Linked DNA regions of Oryzias latipes: region 2 is linked to region 1. Evidence: chromatin contacts called from public Hi-C data. All regions are on one chromosome and are shown on one strand. Each heading gives the region's core, a stretch centred on a gene start, on an enhancer-like site or on the middle of the called end of the contact. The rest is flanking DNA. Distances are from core to core; before and after follow the strand shown.

Evidence for each region. Hi-C and Micro-C count contacts between places; a contact is called where the count stands out from the background.
Region 2: a contact with region 1 is called in a Hi-C map of embryo, with 1.8 times the contacts expected there. The contact joins the promoter of zmiz1 here to the enhancer-like site in region 1. A contact is called at or near these places in 4 of 5 Hi-C or Micro-C datasets (embryo and fibroblasts).

What each region holds. Positions count from the first base shown.
Region 1 is chr19:10,633,625-10,636,724 of ASM223467v1, forward strand. All of the region lies in intron 2 of zmiz1 (zinc finger MIZ domain-containing protein 1), which reads right to left. Among protein-coding and RNA genes, the nearest start is that of ppif, 41 kb to the left of the region's middle. Within about 2 kb of position 1,342, at least 4 of the 8 cell types and tissues checked have an H3K27ac peak or open chromatin away from gene starts, as enhancers often do. A contact at or near this core is called in embryo, where this site is marked.
Region 2 is chr19:10,692,498-10,695,486 of ASM223467v1, forward strand. zmiz1 (zinc finger MIZ domain-containing protein 1) reads right to left here and starts at 1,719. Exons shown (of 23, transcript XM_004080409.4): 1 at 1,473-1,719.

The DNA.
Region 1 (3,100 bases), core at 92-2,591:
ACGACAGTTAGTTTTGGTTGGTTTGTCTGTAACATTTTATAGTTTTGGTTAGCCTGAACTGGAATGGCTTTATTCTGTCTTCTTAACATGAAAATATATATACAATCATTTAAAGTGAAGAAAATGACAGTAAGGGAAATTAGAATCAAGAAAACCTTTAGCATCCATTAAAGTCACATATTTTAATTCAATGTTAGGTTTGCAGCCAAGCACAGCTAAAAGCATATTTGCATTCCCAAATCTCTACGCCACCACAAAAGTGGACAAACTCCCTCAAAAGTAAAGACAGATTCTGCTCACAAAGTAGGAGGCGGCTGCAGAAGATTGTTTTTGCAGCTTCCTGAGTATTTGTGTGATTAGGAAATGGCAGTTAACTGCTTTAGGTCAAGTTGAGACGGTGCAGAAGATGTAGTGTATGAGCTCATGGTAGTAAAAAATACTACAAATAACAATAAACATCCCCACAACACCTTGAAAATGACATTGGGATCCTGTCGTGCATCTTTGCTCCACACTTAGTTAGGGAAGTATGTCAATTTAGGAAAAATGTAACCATTGACTGTATATGAGAGCTGGACTGAGTGACTCCTCCCCCCTCGCATTCCAAATAGGAAGGGACCCAGACACCTCTATTAAATAAACAGCTATTACTCAGTCATTACATTTGTTGGAGTATCCATTCTTACTCCGTTTCCTTTTTTAACACTTTCTTGCTAATCCTACCTTTTTTATAAACTGGCCAAACAGATGCTTCAATAAAAGTATGCGCTATCAATTCTCATGTGCTCACTTTTAAGTGGTAGGGGTGTAGGATTCCTACTAACTCACTCCTGATTGGTGAGAGTGGTTGCCATAGAAATTATGACTCAGACCAACTTGGACCAATCCCAGCTTACCTCTGATTTCTGGTTCCAAAATGGTGAAAAAAATAACAACTGAATTGACTTCAAAAGCTATTTATTTTCTGTGGATGACTTCACACTCACTCCAGTTCTCATATAGAGTCTAGAATTAAACACATGGCTCCTTTTTCTTTTCTTTTTTTTACTACACATTGATAACTTCCACTGTATTTACAGTCATCCATCCTCCTCAATAAGCTCTTGTTCCAAAAACGTGCTCAATTTAAAAGGCAGAGCGTTTGGAGAGGGGCAGTAAGAGGCCATCCTCTTCGCCTGTTTGATCTGGATTTCCTAATTGGTCAATGACAACACATTACCAGGCAGACAGAGGTTTATCTGCAACGAGTAGGCTTTTTACAGCAGCGGGTCGACCTCTTCTCCCTCCCCTTCAACAGTGCTGCCCCCACCTCCCTCTGTGACCAGGCTAAGCTTGTCCGCCTGTAAAAGGGGAGTGGGGTTTGCCGTGTAGGAGGAGGGCTGATTTAGAGGTTACGCAGCACGGGCCACCATAAATCTGTGTCACAAATCTTCCTCGTAGAGCGAAAGGGGGGACAAACACAAACATGCAAACCAGTTCTGCTCCGCCTCTTCCTTCTCTTACATTTGCACTGTGCCGTTTGCACGCCTGTAATTTGACAGATATCGCAGGCTGGCATGTTTTGATTGCCTTTGTGTAAATGAATGGGAAAGCTTCTCCTCTCACATGCAGCTGTGAAGAGTACCAACGTGTCAGGGGAGAAAAAAAGATTCCCAATAGGAAGCAGACTCGGCAAAGTCCTCAGTTGACACTGACAACCTTTATTTATATTTACATTATTTTCCTTTTCATACTAAGATATCTGGAGCATTTTTATGCACTGTACTTTATCTCACCTAATCAAAGTTGCAGGTCTCTTTATGTAGTCCCTTTACAACAATATATAAATATCAGAAGTAGCCCGAAAGTAATCTCAATAGTGCAGATCACATGTTTGCAGAACAGTATGTCTCTTTTTATATAATCTTAGAGCAAGCTAAAAATAACATCAAGTGAATATGCAATGCCTGGATGGGTAACACTTTTGCACGAGTTATGCAACTCAAGACCTAATGTTTTTTGATGCCGTGGTCCTTTCGGACATAAATGTCTAATGTTCATTCTCAAAAGATGAAACAATTAAAGCATGAAGTGAGTGACCTAAAAACAAGCCAAATATAGGTCAACTGCAAAAAACTTTCAGCTGTGGTTCAAATATGTTTAGAAAAGAAAAGGCTTAATCAAAGAGATGCTTCCTTTTTTTAATAATTTCTCTTTAAAGACCCACTCTGATGTTTTGCGTTTTTGATGTTTTTGTGGCATTTTTCTCATATGGACATATATGAAGAAAATAAGCTCAAAATTAAACTTTTGAGTATCTCTTTATTCAAATTGTTGCGAATCAAGAGCAGCTATTTGAAAAAGATCATATTTGTGATACAGAAAATACGCTGAGAGGGCCACAAGCTCCCTGCTCTCCTCCATTCTGATTCACTTGTAGAGGACTAGATCTATCCATTTTCTTGTCAACGCTAGCATCTGGCTCAAAACTCTACGGCTGGATAGTCCCATCATTGCTCGCCGTTTCTGTTTCCCCGCTAGTGTGAGATTGGGGGCTGTAAGCCATTGGGAGAGCATATATACAAAGTGCTCAGGAAAGGGGGGGGGGGGGGGTGCTCATCCCTACATCGCTGCCAACAACTCAGAGGTGATTTCAAATGAATTACAGCCGCTCTGCAGAAACTATGTCCTAAAAAACGACACAGGTTTTTCAATTGAAACTTAATTAAAAACCATTACAAATGCTTTTAAACATGGATTTTTAAATTGAGATTTTGTGAAGAATAGTTGGTCACAAAAAGCATTTTATTTTGGAAAATGGTCAAATCCTAAAGTTTTTTTTTCATTTGTGCATTTTGATCCAACAAAAGAGGCCATCATGTTTGATGCTGAAAGAAAAGAAATCTTCAAATCAAGAACTTTTGTAGCTTAGAAAATTGGAATTAGATTCCTATTTTAGACAAAGAGCTGTAATTAAAAATTTCATTGAAATCTTAAAGTTTACCCTTAAATACAAGACAATCTTTCCCAATGGTTTATTTTTTCCTCTGCTCTTTTTGATAAATCAGATTTTTACAAACCCTTACATAAGAAGCAGGAACCAAGAAATGCTTAGCACTTT
Region 2 (2,989 bases), core at 469-2,968, 59 kb after region 1:
GCAAAAGATTTGCTTTTTCATTTTAAGTATTTATCTATTAATTATTTTTGTTTCTTAACTAACGTGGTGTCAAAAGCCACTGTTTTGTCCATGCTCACACTGTGTCGGGTGCTGTTGCTTTTTGGTGGGAAAGTGGGAGTTAATCAATGGTCTACTTTGCAGCAACCCAGACACACGTGTTGGGATGCGGATCGCCGTTTCAATGTGTCTTTTGTTTGCCGGCTGGTGTTTCGACATCCTCAACTTGAATAGAAGAAGGTCAGCCTGGTGGGGTCTGTCCCATGCTTATTCAGGAGCCCAACCTGGGGCCCCACAGAGGTGGGGAGACAGGGGGGGGGCAGAGAATCCCCTCTCCTCAGCCCCCACAACACTACACTGAATCCTTAATAAATCCCATCAGAGGCACAGTTTACGTTGCCATTGCACTTTATTTAATCATCTGTCATTAAATGCTTTTGAGCTTGGAGCAGAAAACCGTCAAGACACCAGGATGGTTTTTTTTAAAACAACAGGGAAACAGGGATAAAAACAAACCAGTGCAGCTGATTTTGCCACAGCTGTTTTACATGAGATCCAAACAGCTGGATGGAATAGAGGACAAGCTGCAGCATCTTAAAGGAGAGGGAACTTTTTTGAACACAAAGACCTCTCCTGATCTCTAAAAAACAAAAAGGAAAACACTTTCCCCACCTCGTTTTTACACATATTTTTAATTATGAGGTAGAATAATTTATATTAGCTTTGTAAGCTTCCTGAACAGCAAAAAAAAGTGATTACACTTTCATTTAAGAGCCCATCAAACAGTGATCCAACTGCTTCCATTTCCAGACAGCAGGAATTTAAGGAGTCAACTTGTAAAATACTTTTTTGAAAATCTGTGAAACAGCAATGACCTCCACTCCAGCAGCAAGATAACACCAGCCACTGAGATGAAGGCTTTTGCAATCTGACAGCAGTTGGTGCATTTTTCTGTCAAAGTTTGGAGTCCTGCTTGTGACATCTAGAAAATGCTCCTTGCACTGCAGTGACCGCTGTCTTCTCCATCGTTCTCCCTGCAGCAGCAGCAGCAGCAGCACTTGGTTTTAACAGCAAAGCCATGTGCTTTTCTTCTCGCACCACCAAAAAGGTGAAGAGCTTTCCACGCACACGCGTGCACGGTTCATTCACAGATGCAAGCAAGGCTGCAACAATGTCGCCTCCGACCGAGCCCCCCGACGCGTTATGGAGATCACCGCAGCACCTGCTCCTCCACCGACACGCGCAAGCCGGCTCCACAGCCCCGACGGCGGACTGGTCACTAAAACGGCTTACTATCGCCGTGCTCCGCGGTGTCACTTCAAGCGGTCCTTCTATTGTTGAGTAACAATCTGAGCCAGAGTGGAAACAAAACCTTCCCCAAACGGCAGCCTGGGCTGGCGAAGCCGCGACAGCCGAGGGAGACACCAAGCAAGGCTAAGTTTGCAGCTACTCACCGGGTAAGCAAGCGGAGAAAGTCCTCGGTAATAGTCGGTCCCGAATACCGTCCCCCCTCTCACTGAGAATGGCTTCAGCGTCAGCGGGTGAGTAACTGAATAGACTCAGAGAGAGCGCAGTAAGTTGAAGTGTCAAATTACATTGGCTATTCTACTGCCGAAGGGACCCGTTGCTTGGTGGCTGCCGACAAAATGTGTCGCGGATTCCACGTTTTTTATTTTCTGTAGCGTCTCCCGCGCGCTCAAGTTGTGCCGCTTAGCTTAACTGCTATCTGCATCTGGAGTCAAAGTGACCGCATTAAGTTCACGTTTTATGAGATAAACACAAAATAAAACGAAAAAATTAAAGGTAATGTAATATTTTATATATTAGCTTGCATAATAAATTAATAAACAATATAATTACTTGGTGCCTTAAACTACTGTCAGCATTTTTTACTCAAAAAATTAGGTTAAAGGTGTAATAATAACTGTTGGGAGTGTAATGACGTATTCCTATGAGCGCACTCGCGCGCTCCTCCTCGCGCCCGACTCCACCCTCCGTGTTTTGCGGCTCGCCGCTCTCTGATGGAGAGCTCTGAATAACAAAGACATGTTTGAGAGCAGCGGCAGCAGCAGCAGCAGCAGCAGGCTGGGCTGAGCGCTGACGTCAAGAAGCCAAGACTGTGCCAAGCAGCATCCAGACTCCACGCGCTCACTCGCGCGCGCGCTGACCTGCAGCCTCTGCTCTCCATGACCTGCTTGTAAGCAGTCATGTCAGAAGTTAGAAACCCGTCGGTCTGTTTCTGCCTCGATCGACTCTTTCGAAGTTGGTATTGGGGTCAGCGTGGAGTTAACCCACTCAGAGGCGCTTTTATTAGAAGTGATCACACGATACACGCATGTCAGTGTGTCTGGAGTCCTCCCCCTCCCTGTACACCCACCCCAGCTGTCTAAACTTAGAGGGAGGGATGGACCGGGACAATAGACGCCATTTGTCCTGCTAAAAGGTGGCAGGAAGAACCGACTGTCCCAAGCTCTGCAAATTAGCCAATGCAAATGATTCCCTCTAGCAGAGATTAGAAAATTTTTTGGAAATTGATTCACAACAGGATACAAAAGGAGAGTTGATTCCATGATGCCAGAGCCCCATAAACTTTTATTGAGCTGTTAATTGCAATAAAAGTTCCTCCTGTTAAGTATGTGAGTGTTGCGAGGTGCAGCATGAAAGGAACACATTAGCAGGGAAAGAGACAGTTTTCAAATACCTTTGGCAACAAAACCAAAGTGATAATTTGATGTAGTTTAATTATTAAAGAGTCATTGAATGAAATTTAACAAACTATTTTGCAAAGCTTTTCCAGTTTACAAAAAAAAATTGTGTTTAAATTTTTTACATTTCAACCATTTTAATGTAGAAAATTATAAAGAATTATTTCCAATTTCCAGTGGTTCCGCATTTGTAAGGAACGAGCATTTGAGAAATGAGCAGCAAAGTTAAGTATGTGGGTTACACCCCTGAACAATTATCCAATTCT